Linked DNA regions of Mus musculus: region 2 is linked to region 1. A link is a contact called in public HiChIP or PLAC-seq data. All regions are on one chromosome and are shown on one strand. Each heading gives the region's core, a stretch centred on a gene start, on an enhancer-like site or on the middle of the called end of the contact. The rest is flanking DNA. Distances are from core to core; before and after follow the strand shown.

The links. HiChIP or PLAC-seq counts read pairs in DNA pulled down with a chosen protein or histone mark.
Region 2: an H3K4me3 HiChIP or PLAC-seq map of embryonic basal ganglia shows a contact between it and region 1, with 4 times the contacts expected there. The contact joins two enhancer-like sites. A contact is called at or near these places in 4 of 39 promoter capture datasets (cranial neural crest, embryonic stem cells and liver), 6 of 484 Hi-C or Micro-C datasets (the AML12 cell line, the N1E-115 cell line, the P5424 cell line and 3 more), 1 of 115 datasets of contacts at active chromatin or transcription factors (embryonic basal ganglia) and 2 of 9 other capture datasets (embryonic stem cells and macrophages).

Annotation. Positions count from the first base shown.
Region 1 is chr3:69,269,902-69,276,850 of GRCm38.p6, reverse strand. No RefSeq gene overlaps it. Among named protein-coding and RNA genes, the nearest start is that of Gm40070, 19 kb to the right of the region's middle. Within about 2 kb of position 2,075, at least 43 of the 459 cell types and tissues checked have an H3K27ac peak or open chromatin away from gene starts, as enhancers often do. A contact at or near this core is called in embryonic basal ganglia, where this site is marked.
Region 2 is chr3:69,707,593-69,714,055 of GRCm38.p6, reverse strand. No RefSeq gene overlaps it. Among named protein-coding and RNA genes, the nearest start is that of Nmd3, 11 kb to the left of the region's middle. Within about 2 kb of position 4,840, at least 17 of the 459 cell types and tissues checked have an H3K27ac peak or open chromatin away from gene starts, as enhancers often do. A contact at or near this core is called in embryonic basal ganglia, where this site is marked.

The DNA.
Region 1 (6,949 bases), core at 826-3,325:
AATTAATATATAGAAGCATAAAAATTACAAACACATAGAAAAGAAAACTTGTTGCTGAGCAGTGGTTGGCACACACCTTTAATCCCAACATTTGGGAGGCAGAGGCAGGGTCTCTGTGAGTTCAAGGCCAGCCTGGTCTACAGAGGGAGTTCCAGGAGTACACCAGGAAACACTGTCTCGAAACACAAAAGGAAAGAAAACAAAAGGAGAGGAAGAGGAGAATAAAGACTGTAAGGAGTCTTAGTTTCTTTCCCAGTTGGTCTGACAACACACTCTGACAAAAGCAACCCAGGGAAGAAAAGGTTTATCTTAGCTCACAGTTGAAAGTTGTCGGTCCATCTCTGCAGGAAGTCACTCTGACAGGGGCATGAAGCTTCTGGTCACTTTACATCCACAGTCAGAAAAGAGAGCAATGAACAGTCCATCTCTTCTCCCATCGCCCTGCATTAGCAGTCTTCATAGCCTCCATCGCTGCTATTTTATGCACTTATTATTTGCTATCTGTATCCCCCACGGGAACACTCCCCATCAGAACGAGGCTTTGGCTTTCTACCCACGAATCATGCCAGAACCCAGGATGATTGCAAGCCTTCAGAAAGCTCTGAGTTCATATTTAATGAATGAATGTATGAATGCTTCCCAGCCACCAAGTCTTCTCCCTGGGAGAGGCTTCGGTGATAGGCTTTCCCCTGGTTTTTACATTTGCAACGGTGAGCATATAAGCCAGGGCTGTGTGGGAGCCCTCTGGCACCTGGGAAGCTCCCGGCTGGGCCCCTACATCACAGGACTTTCCGTTGACACAAAGCCCACAAGTGTATGTTTGCTAAAGTGGATAACGTCCTAACATTTACATCTTCTAACTCTAAACTAGTCCTGCTATGAGTAACAGGTCTTGGAACCATTGATTTCAAACTTATTTTAGCTCCAATCCATATTTGGTTCGAAGGATGAACAAAAGTACAAGTGTAAAACTAAAGGGAGCCTCTGTGCTCGTCTCTGGTGCAACCCCTTGCTAATGTTCCCAAAGGAGCTTTACAGGCTCCTGCAGCCTGGGATGGCACACTTGGGACATCTATCTCCTGGTATATGTGATTCTTGCTGGTAACTCACATCAAGCAGTCTCCTGATCACTGTCCTCCAAGAAGTAACTAACAAGTCACTGTTAATTAAGGCAGGAGACTTAATTCTCCTCCTTCTTCTTGAGACATGGCCTCACTCTATAACCCTGGCTGGTCCAGATCTCACTATATGAGCCAATCTAGTCTCAAACGCACAGAGCTCTACCCGCCTCTGCTTCCCAGATGCTGGGAGTAAAGACAAGTTTCACCATGTCTGGCTGTCCTTGTCTTTCAACAGATGTCCCCTGGACCTAGATAATCCAGAGTCTGCGCATCTTGGCTCACTTTCCACATTTACCAAAAGGTGTTCAATCCAGGCGAGCTTTGTGTAACATGATCATTAATGAAATGGAAGGGAAGTCCTATGAAGTCTTCTACTTTCTGCCATAAAGGTTACACACACACACACACACACACACACACACACACACACACACACACATATATATATATATATATATATATGCATGCACAAATCACTGTAGAAGGCAGACAGTGGAGATGATGGGAGATGGCTCACTGGGTAGAAGTGCTAACTATACTAACACGAGGACATGAATCCGAATCACCAGCACTCATGTAAGAAGCAAGGCATGGCCACACGCGTGACGGCAACCCCAGCTCCATGGGAGGCAGAGCAGGAAGATTCTACTGGGACTTACAGTCTCCAGCCCATCCAGGCTGCAGACACCCTGTCTCGAAGGAGTAATGTGGAAAATGACACAGCAGAGCACCTGATGTCTTCTCTGGCTTCCATGCACTCATAGGTACATACATACTATGCTGCAGGCACACACACACACACACACACACACACACACACACACACACACGAGGGTAGCGGATTGAGTCAGCTAATTGGAAATGAGTGTGCTGCCTGTCTCCTCAGGCTGAGGCACCATCACAGAAATAGCTCTTTTGTACCCGTTAGTCACGTGCCCCACCATGCTTGCAGCGGAAGCCTTTGTCTCCCTCCCAACGTGGCTGCTTCTTTTATCCTCTCAGCCAAAGATGCGGGGCTTACTTGAGCTGGGGACTATTCCGAATGCTGGGCCATCGCTAGTCAGTAGCTGACTCTTCTCTTCACTCTGCTACCTGGCATGAGAACAAATGATGATGTCTGCTGACCTGCTTTTCCTACTGCTGGCCTGGTGTTCGCATTATAAGTAAAGTTGCCAGGGTCCTCGAATGTGAGCTTTCATCTAGTACGAGGCTAAGAATGGTCACTCGAGCAAGGAGACAGACTCCCGGAGACTCGGCTCCCCACAGGAGTTCTGGGTCTGTGCAGGGTGCAGGATTCCTGCAGAAAGTGTGCTAGATGCGTTCTCTCATTATCACTTCTTCCCTTCAGAGCTATTTTTCATGTTTTACCTATAAGCAATGATCTTTATTGGTGCCCTTCAGCCGAAAGGCAAAGCTTTAGATATCATACCTACTCTGAGGGCAAAGGCTGCTGCCAAGGATCTTGTCGGCGTCCGTGGCCTATACTGACACTGGAGACCATGCTGAGGTTCATGGCACGAGCTTAAACAGAGGCCAGATGGATGTCTGTAGTCCGTGCTGTCACCGGGTACCTTGTTGTACTCCATGTTCCGCTTCTGCTGACTGGAAAGGACAAGGAAACTCCAGCAGTAGCAACAATGACTGCAGACTCACAGTGGAGAAAGACATTCTGGGTTTCTGCGACAACTGCCCCCTACCCCTCCAAAAGAAAAAAAGTAACAACCCAAACAGGAAGCCATTGAAGAGAACTCTTAAAAATTGTGATCAGGATGCTGGCGTGTAGCTTGCCACAATAGAACGCTACTGACTGGGGTATGAGGGGGGGGGGGCGGAAGGACTCACTTTTCTTTACAGGGCAGGCCACTGAGAGTTTGGTCATGTGCCAGTGACTATATGGGCAACACAAATTGGCCTTGTTTTTTCCTGGGGGAGGCCAAAAGGATGGGCATGGGGGCAGACCTAGAAGGACTGGAAAGTAAGGGTACATTTAGTGAAGTTCTCAAATAATCAATAGAAGTATGTTTAAAAAGATAAAGGTTTTATATAATAAATTTAATGTGTTTATCAGTTATCTTCCTGACATTTAGCTCCTAATTTGTAGTTTCCTAGATTTCCCTTTTAAAAATCTGAATCCAGCGGGAGTGTGGTGTTGGCGCTCCAGAGGCCGGGTCAGGGTGATTAGACACTCAAGGCTATCCTGGGTCACGCAGCAAGATTCTCCCCCGCACCCACCCCCAAGTCTGAACCTAAAGTTATAAATGTTCCCTTACCCACATGCACTTACTTATGAATACTTCCACTGGCTTTCCGATACTCTTATTTTGCTTTCTGTAGTGTATGAGTGTGAGCTCAGAGCTGAACACAAAACTGGGCAAGCCTTCTCTATGCTACGCCCAGGCCCATCCTACTTTAGTAATCCTACTTAATGACCACATTTAACTCGATGACCACACTTTAACTGCATAGATTTAAGCAGAGTCCTCACTGGTTCTATCTCTGGCCACTATTTCTTAAAGATCATTGATCATTTTTTTATTTCCTTGAATTATTTCTGCCGACTCACATTTAATTGGAATAAATTGTGCAAACATATTTTTCTCAAAGTAGGCATAGTTTCTATGTACAAAAGGGTTAAACTGGGTATGTTGTTGCATACGTGGCCGTTCCACTCACAGCCTTCTGTGTCTATCGAGGCACTGTTTCTGGTGTGTTCCGGAGGCGAAGCTCAAGGTCAGTCAGAGTGGATTCACTGTGCGGGGCTTTCCCTGGGCTGTTCACGTCTGCCCTCACCCGCTTCACATCTCTTCTCAAGTTCAGCCTCCTTCCTGCTTAGCTCCTGAGTCTGTGTCTCTGTGTGTGTCTATGTGTCTGTGTGTCTCTCTGTGTGTTTTATGTGTGTGTCTCTGTGTGGTGTGTGTGTCTCTCTGTGTCTATATGTGCTGTGTCTGTGTGTCTCTCTGTGTATATATTTCTCTCTGTGTGTCTGTGTGTATTGTGTATGTATCTGTGTGTGTGTGTGTGTGTCTGTGTGTGTTGTGTGTGTGTTCTCTCTCTTTATGTGTCTGTGTGTCTCTGTGTGTCTGTATCTCTGTGTGTGTCTTTGTGTTCTCTCTCTCTGTGTCTGTGTCTCTGTGTGTCTGTGTGTTGTATGTGTGTCTGTGTGTCTCTGTATGCATCTCTGTATTGTCTGTCTGTCTCACTCTATCTCTGTGTGTGTGTGTGTTGTATGTCTCTGTGTGCATCTCTGTATGTGCGTGTGTGCTTATGTGTGTGTGTGACATAGGCCCTAGAATTTGAATTCAGGTCATCGAGCATGGTGACAAGTGCCTTTATACACTGAGACACTTCTCCAGCCTCCATCAACTTTTCCTAATATTTATTTCTAGAATTTTCAATTATCTAAAAATAAAAGCAGTTCAAAAGTACGATCTAAATAGATTAGTTATATCTGTTATCCTGCTGCCCATAAAATCACCACAAACCCAACACTGGAAAACAACTTGTTTCCCTTCCTATGGTGTAGGGGGTTTGCTGTGTCTACCTGAGTGTGCCGCTGGGGTCACACAATTGTAATCAAGGTACTGACAGGGCTCTATTCCCACTTGCGCATCTGACTGTTTGTTGGCAGAGTCCCTCCCCCAGGCGGTGGTGGGGCTGCAGGCCATGATTGAGAGCCGCCAACATTCCTCTGGCTGCAGTGCTCAGCAGCTCCTCCAGACCACGATTAGCTCTTAGCAGCCACAGGCAGTTCTCTGCCATGTTAAGTTTCCTAAACATGCCTATAACGTCATCAAGTCAGCAAGGAGTGGTGATGTGAGTCACTGTCCTCCCAGCCAAGAAAGCACCATCTCGGGGAGTTCAGCTGCATCCTCTGGCAAAAGAATTATCCCAACTGAGCTTGTTGACCACTTACACACACACACACACACACACACACACACACACCCCAATGAGGCACGGGATCATAAGATCCTCTCCTGAATATCCAGCTTCACCCTATGATCTGTTGTACACAATTCTGCTTTAATTGTACTTGAGCTTGGGGAAGGGCTAGAGTATATAAGCCAGGCAAGACGGTGGTGGGGGGGGGTCCATCTATGTGGCTATGTGGAAGCCTTCATCCCTGAGTGCTAAAGTCTTATCATGTGCAACCTGTTGTAAGGGGAACACCTACACCCTTTAGGCAGTTCCTCACCTATGCTCTGTTAAGAGTTCCCAAAATACTCATTAGTTCTCCAGACTCAATGCCTCAGTTTGTTGTTGACCTTAGGAATAGGGGAAGACATCATTTTTGTCTCCTGCAGGGAAGACATTTTCACAACATGAGTCAATAGACTACGTTTACTAGCAAGACAGTCTTCTACAGCAAATGTCGATCACAGAAGTACTTCCCATTACCTTTGTTACATTCTTTTGGTCGGTGCAAAACAGTAGATGTGATAGTCATCTTTTTGACACTGTAACAGAAAAAAACAAAAACAAAAAATAAAAAACAAACAAACAAACAAAAATGGAGAAGATCAACTTAAAAAAGGTTGGGTGGGGCATGGTGGTGCATACCTTTAAACCCAGCACATGCAGAGGCAGGAGGATCTTTGTGAATTCCAGGCCAGCCTGGTCTACATAGGGAGTGCCAGGCCAGGTCAGTCATAACTACATAGAACAACCTGTTTCCACCCTTCCTGACACACACACACACACACACACACACACACACGCACGCACGCACGCACGCACGCACGCACGCACACCACGAAGCAAAGTTTTTTGCTCATGGCTTCAGTTCCTGTGACATCAGTTTGTTGTTCCAAGACTATGTCAGCAAAGAACATCATGGTGGAGGAAGCCTGTTAACTTCAAGGCAGGAAGAGACAGGGAAAGGAGAGAGAGATGGAAGGAGACAAGAGCCTAGGGTCCAGACATCTGCCTAACTGACCAGCTTCCTTCTTCTAAGCGCCCCTTCCTAGATACCACCGATTTTCAAGTAATGCCAAGCTAAAGACCTTACTGAACACAGACGACATGCCAAATCCACACCATAGTGGAGGATTCATGAAAGACTTGGACTGCAAATGGTGATCATGATGGTCACCACAGATGGTTAGTAACTGACCGTGATGCAATGGAAATGCTTCCTCCTCATCATCCTCCCCTCCTTCCTCTTCTTCTTCCTCTTCTTCTTCCTCTTCTTCTTCCTCTTCTTCTTCCCCCTTTCACCTCCTCCTCCTCTTCCCTGCTTCTTTCTTCTACTTTCTGTCCTCTCCCTCCTCTTCCCTTCCCTTCCTGTGTGTGTGCCTGTAGATACGTACATTTACATGTATGCAGGAATATATGTGTGTGCACAGGTGTGTGTGTGTGCCCATGTGTATGGAAACCCCGGGTTCACGTCAGGATTCTTCCTTAGTTGCTCTCCACTTTGCTCACTGAGGCAGGTTCTCTCACTATGAACCCAAAGCTTGCTGACTCTGGGTCCAGGCTATCCAAACTCTTTCGACTGCTGAGTCATCAACGTAAACCGCTGCAGCGTTTTCTTGAGCTATCAAGTTTATCTTATGGTGGACAGGGATACAGTTTTATAGTTAATTTTAGAATAAGATTATGTGTTGTGTGTGTATAGTTTTATAAAGTTATTTTTAGAATTTGTGTGTACTATCTAGTTTGCAGTTATACATTTTTCAAACCATATTTACTGCGGTTGTAAAAATCATAATCACAATTCATCCTACTAAATATTTGGTATTATCTGGTCCTTTTTAAATTCGTGCTAGCAGTGGACTGCTTTTTTTTTGTATTTGTATTTTTTAATGTGTGTGAATTTTTTGTCTGCA
Region 2 (6,463 bases), core at 3,591-6,090, 430 kb before region 1:
ATTTATTTTACTTTATGTTTATGAGTACACTGTAGCTGTACATGTGGTTGCTGGGAATTGAATTTTTAGGACCCCTACTCACTCCAGTCACTCTCTCGGTCTGCCCAGACCGCTCTGGTCAACTCCACTCAACTCCAGTCCCTGACTACTCCAGCCCAAAGATTTATTTATTATTATTAATAGGTACACTGTAGCTGACTTCAGACAGCACCAGAAGAAGGAGTCAGATCTCATTATGGGGAGTTGTGAGCCACCATGTGGTTGCTGGGATTTGAACTCAGGACCTTCAGAAGAGCAGTCAGTGCTCTTACCCACTGAGCCATCTCCCCAGCCCCAGCGCTCTCCTTTCACTCACACACCACACACACACCTCACATGCATTCTCCTTACACACACACACCTTCACAAACTCTTCTCTCTCTCTCTCTCTTTCTCTCTCTCTCCTCACCTTTAACTTGCCCCAATCTTTTATTGTTACTCCAAAAACCAGGTAGGAAAAAAAGACATTGTATAATCATTACCAAACCAAATTCAAAAGAATGATCACATCTCATAAAGAATTAAGAAGTAAAAATTACAATTGTTCGCCAAAGTTTCAATCTCCCCCTATTCTCAAGCCTGTGGCCAAAATGATAACTGCAAGATTTTCATTATTTAAATTTTAACTTAAAAAAAAAAAGGTTTAAAGTACACTGTTGCTGCCTTCAGACACACCAGAAGAGGGCACCAGAACCCATCAGAGATGGTTGTGAGCCACTATGTAGTTGCTGGGAATTGAACTCAAGACCTCTAGAAGAGCAGTCAGTGCTCTTAACCTCTGAGCCATCTCTCTAGACCTAAACTTTAACGTTTGACTTACTATATTTCAGAACTCAGAGCTTCAAGGTCAGCTACTTGCATTTTCTTTTGAAGCTCTAAAGATAAATGACATGGGCAAAGGTGCCAGGGGGTGGCCAGAAAGAGTCAAGTTAACCCTTAACTCGTCTGTTCTCCTAGCTTCTGCTTCTGCACATTGCAGCACACAATGACTCTCCTAAGAGTCCCAGTGTTTTGACTTAGTTTTACTAGTATATGATTTTATGTATTCTGTATTTTCATATTCACACATATCCAAAGGAAACCAGGAACCACTCTCAAATGTTGTACAAAACTCATTTCAAAACTACAATAGCTTTTTCCTTTCTCGGTGTCCCAATATTGGCTCTGCTTAATTTTCTTAATTTATTTCTAAACATAATTTCTCCAAGCTTTCTTAGCAAGTCAAACATTAATATGAAACTACCATTGTGCAATTACTACATTGTTTCTAAGATGAGAGCATACAACATGCACCTGGACCATTAGGACTATGCTGTGCTGTGCCCCTGTGCCTCCATTTTTTATTGTTTAAAAATCATTACATCAAGGAACATCTAGTTTCATAGAATTTTCACCACAGCAGAAGGAGAAGGGAGTAGGAAAGTCAGATATAATAGAATAATTATGCACACCAATGCAAACTGAAAAACAGTCACGCACAAATGAAATCTATATAGCTGTTGTGCAGGGCTAGAGTTAGGAGAACTGAGAACTTTTTTACAAACAGCTGCCCACAGGCTTCTGAGATGTCTCTGCCCAGGCCTGCTGTGGTCAGTTCCTTATTTCTGATGGTGGGTCCCCTGGAGGGATGTGTCTCCCGCTTCTCAGGATTCCAGATGCCATCCATGTCATGGTATGCTGTCGCTGGGGACATTTCTAAGCTTCTGACTCCTTATTTTCTGACTTCAGCTGCCTCTGCTGTCCTGCACCGAACTGCACGGAGCTCAGGAACAAATGCAACTCCACTGCAGTCACTGCACTGACTTCCAACTGACTCCGCCCCTAACTCACTCTCTCTCATCCTGCACTGCTCTTAAATAGCGTCTTGAGAGACTTGGGTGTGTCTTCTCTCTGACTCATTCTGTGAAATCTTTCTCTAATTCATCACTTTGCCCCTCCATTAGACATCTTTGTTTGGGATTAACGGTATTGAAGGTGTGTCTGCATTCCAGCCAGATCACATAGACCTAGAAGGTCTTTAGATATGATCCCTTGCCAGAGCAGTCAAGTTGGCTAGATTAAAATTCCTCCACACTGAGTCTATTACTTGATCTGTGGATAGTGAGCACTACAATAAACATGAGAATGCAGGTATCAGAAAGGAATGCCAACTTCCATTCCTGTAGGTCCATATGGTGAGTGATAGAGCCGTGTGATAGATCTTCTATGTTTAAAGGAACATCCAAGTGACCTCCACAGCAGCCACACTTGTTCCCAGCAGTGTTCGTTCGGGGTTTCCCTTTTGCTCCTATTCATGCCAGCACTTGTATTTTGTTTTGGATTTGATAAAAGACATTACAATTAGATTATATTTTGTTTTTGAAGAATACAAATATTCTATTGCTAAAAGCATAATTTTGAAATCTTCATCTTAAAAATAACTTGGTCATAATTTTAAATGCATTTTTCTAATGAATATACCTGTCACCCAGGAGAGTGTATAATCTGAGTTTATAACAACCTGGTTGTATCCTGCTTATTTCTCTAGACTCAAGATAGTAGAGTAAATCCAGATGAATACCAGCTCCAAGGGTGTGGTAATTAGGAATAGGCAGATAAGCTAATGCATAGCTAAATCTCTTGGACAGCATGATGCTGCACAGGTGAAATGTGGACGAGGGCTATACAGTGCAGGGAATAAGAGCTCCACCTCGCGGATCTGCGCATCTAAAAGCCGGGTGCAACCCCTTGTCAGTGAGCAAAGGCATCTCTTTCAAGGGTAGTCATATGACCCATACTTCGAGTGTCTCTAGGTTGTTGTGGACGTGTGCTGGTCTGGAAGTGTATAAAGGAGAAAGAGGAAAGGCCCCTTTGTCCTCCTTCAAGCATTTCCTCCTCCCGGCTGCATGTTACCCCCAGCACTGTGGAATAAGTATTTTCCTGCCAGCTTGTCACTGGCACTATGTTGGGAAAGTTAAAAGATTTTAAACTGAAGTTTGGAGTGGACCATATGCCTATGAGAAAGGCACTTAAGAAGTGGAGGTAAGGGTTGGTGAGATGGCTCAGCAGGTAAGAGCACTGACTGTTCTTCCAAAGGTCCTGAGTTCAAATTCTAGCAACCACATGGTAGCTCACAGCCACCCGTAATGAGACCTGATGCCTGGTGCATCTGAAGACAGCTACACCATGTACTTATGTATAAATAAATTTTTAAAAAAAGAAGTAGAGGTAAGAGAATCAGAAAGTCGGGGAGGGGGCATCCTTGGCTACATAATAGGGCTGAGGTCAACCTGGTCTACATGGAATTCTGTCTCAAAAAAAAAAAAAAAAGTGGGAAAAAGACCTTAAATTAGATGTGTTCTATGGAGTAGTTTTTTTCCCACTCAACCCTGATTTTCCCTCGAACTATATAGCATTTATCAAATATAATAACAAAAAAAAGCCCTTTCAAAAAGACATTGCTTTGATAAATAGGAGAGGTGGGGAAAGGAAATATAACTGGAATGGGCTCCACTTGTATTTTTCCCCCAACTTTAGTAATTTAACACAGTTTTCAAACTGGTACACAACACGCCAAATCTAATCCATGGGTTTGTTTTTTTTTTGTTGTTGTTTTGTTTTGCTTTGTGTTGTGTTTTGGTTTTTTGGTTGGGCCTAACATAGTTTTAAAAAAAAAAAAAAACTTGAATTAGTTACTGCATCATCTGATGTTCTTATTTCTAAGCAGTAGAAATGGACTCCAGCTTATTTAGCAGAAAAAGAAATTGTGAATACAATTTCAGTAGATCCCAGAATGCAAAGGAGTGGGAATGGCAGACCAGACTTTAGAGTCCTGCAATCAGAAACACAACCCAAAATCATGCAGCTAAGCAGCTCAGAGGCCCTGCACACACAGGTACCATGCTTGTGTAATACATGGGCAATGGGGCTCACTATAGGAAATTACCAGTGTGTAACCCTACTCACTGCCCATGCCACTCAGGTACAGAGCCATCCGAGGATTCTTTGCAGTTCCTGCTTCTTTGCATAATGTTTCCCAATAGTTCAGGGGAGACAAATCTAATCTACAGAGGGGAGATGTGATACTGTCAGCAGAGGGGAGATGGTGATGTCAGTAGTGAGGAGAGGATGATGATGTCAGCAGAAAGGAGATGATGATGTCAGCAGAGGGAGATGTGATACTGTCAGCAGAAAGGAGATGATGATGTCAGCAGAGGGGAGATGTGATACTGTCAGCAGAGGGGAGATGGTGATGTCAGTAGTGAGGAGAGAATGATGATGTCAGCAGAAAGGAGATGATGATGTCAGCAGAGGGGAGAGGATGATGACATCGGCAGAGGGGAGAGGATCTGAGCAGAGGAAGGTGGTTGACCAGAAGAGGGGGAGTTGAGCCACCACCTCCTCCTAGCCTGTTCTTTTCTTGTTAATTTTTAAATAACTTCCTGCTACTCTGGCACTTCTTTCCCTTTCAAGCTCAGAGTCCCTAAGCAGGCATAGTAATTGGCACATTCAGGGCCAAAATTAACACAGTCAGAAGCGCTAAGTTAAGAAGTCTAATAGCCGGCTGTTCTTGGTAAATATTATTAGGCTGCTCTTTAGAGCCCAGTAATGTATCTAATAAATATTTATGAATGTAAAATTGAGAACCGTAAATGGCCGTGACTACACTCATCAAATATTTCTTTAAAATTCGAAATTAGCTCCTGAATAGAGTCTGCAAGTGCCTTGAGAAAACCAATTAGAACCCTAATCCCTTCTGTGGAACGATTTTGCTTCCCTCCTTCATTATGAGGCCTGTGTGTTTGCTGCTCCATCAGCTGCACTGCCAACTGTGACCCCTCTCCAATAACCTATAATCCATACACCAGCAAGCCATCAGACGGCTCAGGGAAAATGTGCTTCATTCAACCAATTCTCAGATAAACTCATTAACGTCCTCAGCTTCCGAGAGGCTAAGCAGCAGCCGGGAGTTTGAGGTTTATTTGTCGGTGGCTTGGCATATACTCAAAGCTTTAATTTCACACACAGAGGAAAGCTTTTAGCTGCAAGACTTTTTTGCACCTATTCATGGCATAACAGACTTGACTTATTCTAGAATCTTAGCAATTCATTTGTCACTGAGATTCAGTTGCCTGCTTCCTTTAAAATAAGACCCAGTCCTGGGTGGGAGGATTGCAGATCATAAATAATTTTTGCACATACTATATTCTAAAAGATTAAACCCACCAACTTCATACTCTGTTGATGTCTCTCGAACGTTAAGATGCTTTCGGCACTGAGAACACAAATCTGTTTTCGCTGTGAAGTCCTGTTCACTTAAAGCTTTGTCTTCCTCATCGATAAAATGGGATTAAACAGCACAGATGTTTGTAACATTGGTAATGGCAGGTAAGAAAATATTTGTAGCTGCAACGGCTAAGATAATGTTTGTAAACTTGCCTGGAACAGTGCTTAACACAGGTCACTCACTATTCAATAAGTAAGTCATCTTTTGAAATATAGTATAGAGACAGGGTGACTGGCTACTATACAATTAGATAATCAATGACTAGGGAAGATATTTTTCATTCTTTCTACAAGCACTTTTTTTTTCTTTAGTATATAGGGATTCAGGTTGAATAGTGTGCTGTAATACTGAGTTGCACCTGCCTCATAACAACTCTGGGTGACCTTGATCTGTTCCCCCACCCCACCCCCATATAGTGTTCCCATCACACTAAAACCGTGAAAACCCCTCACAGCGGTACAGAGCCCTATAAACAGACTGTTACCATCAGCAGCATTGGTAATTTACCTTCATCCTCGGTCTGAGCTTAAGATCAACCAAGTGAAGCAGCCTAGATGAAATCAAATCATTGTACGATCGCATTCTCCTTCTGACTCAGAGTGCAGTAAGCCAGCTCTGTTGCAACTGAGAAGACCCCTCTCGCCCAGGAAGTTGCACTGTAACGTACTGGACCCATCTGTTTTCTCCTCTCCATTTCTTTCTTTTCTTTCTTCTTTTTCTTTAATCTTTCACTGTACTCTCATATGGGGAGTGGATTATCCCCAATCGATAAGTCTGGATCTGTGAATTAAATTTACAGCCCTTCCAGGTGTGACCTCCAGAGCCATTGGTGACAGACTCTTGCTCTAGCTCCCCAGCCTCTGCCTCTTACATTCTTTCCACCTGTCTTCGCAATGTTTGCTCTACTGGCTAGTTTTGTGTCAACTTGACACAGCTGGAGTTATCACAGAGGAAGGAGCTTCAGTTGGGGAAATGCCTCCATAAGATCCAGATGTGAGGCATTTTCTCAATTAGTGATCAAGGGGGAAAGGCCCCTTGTGGGTGGTGCCATCTCTGGGCTAGTAGTCTTGGGTTCTATAAGAGAGCAGGCTGAGCAAGCCAGGGGAAGCAAGCCAGTAAAGAACATCCCTCCATGGCCCCTGCATCAGCTTGTGCTCC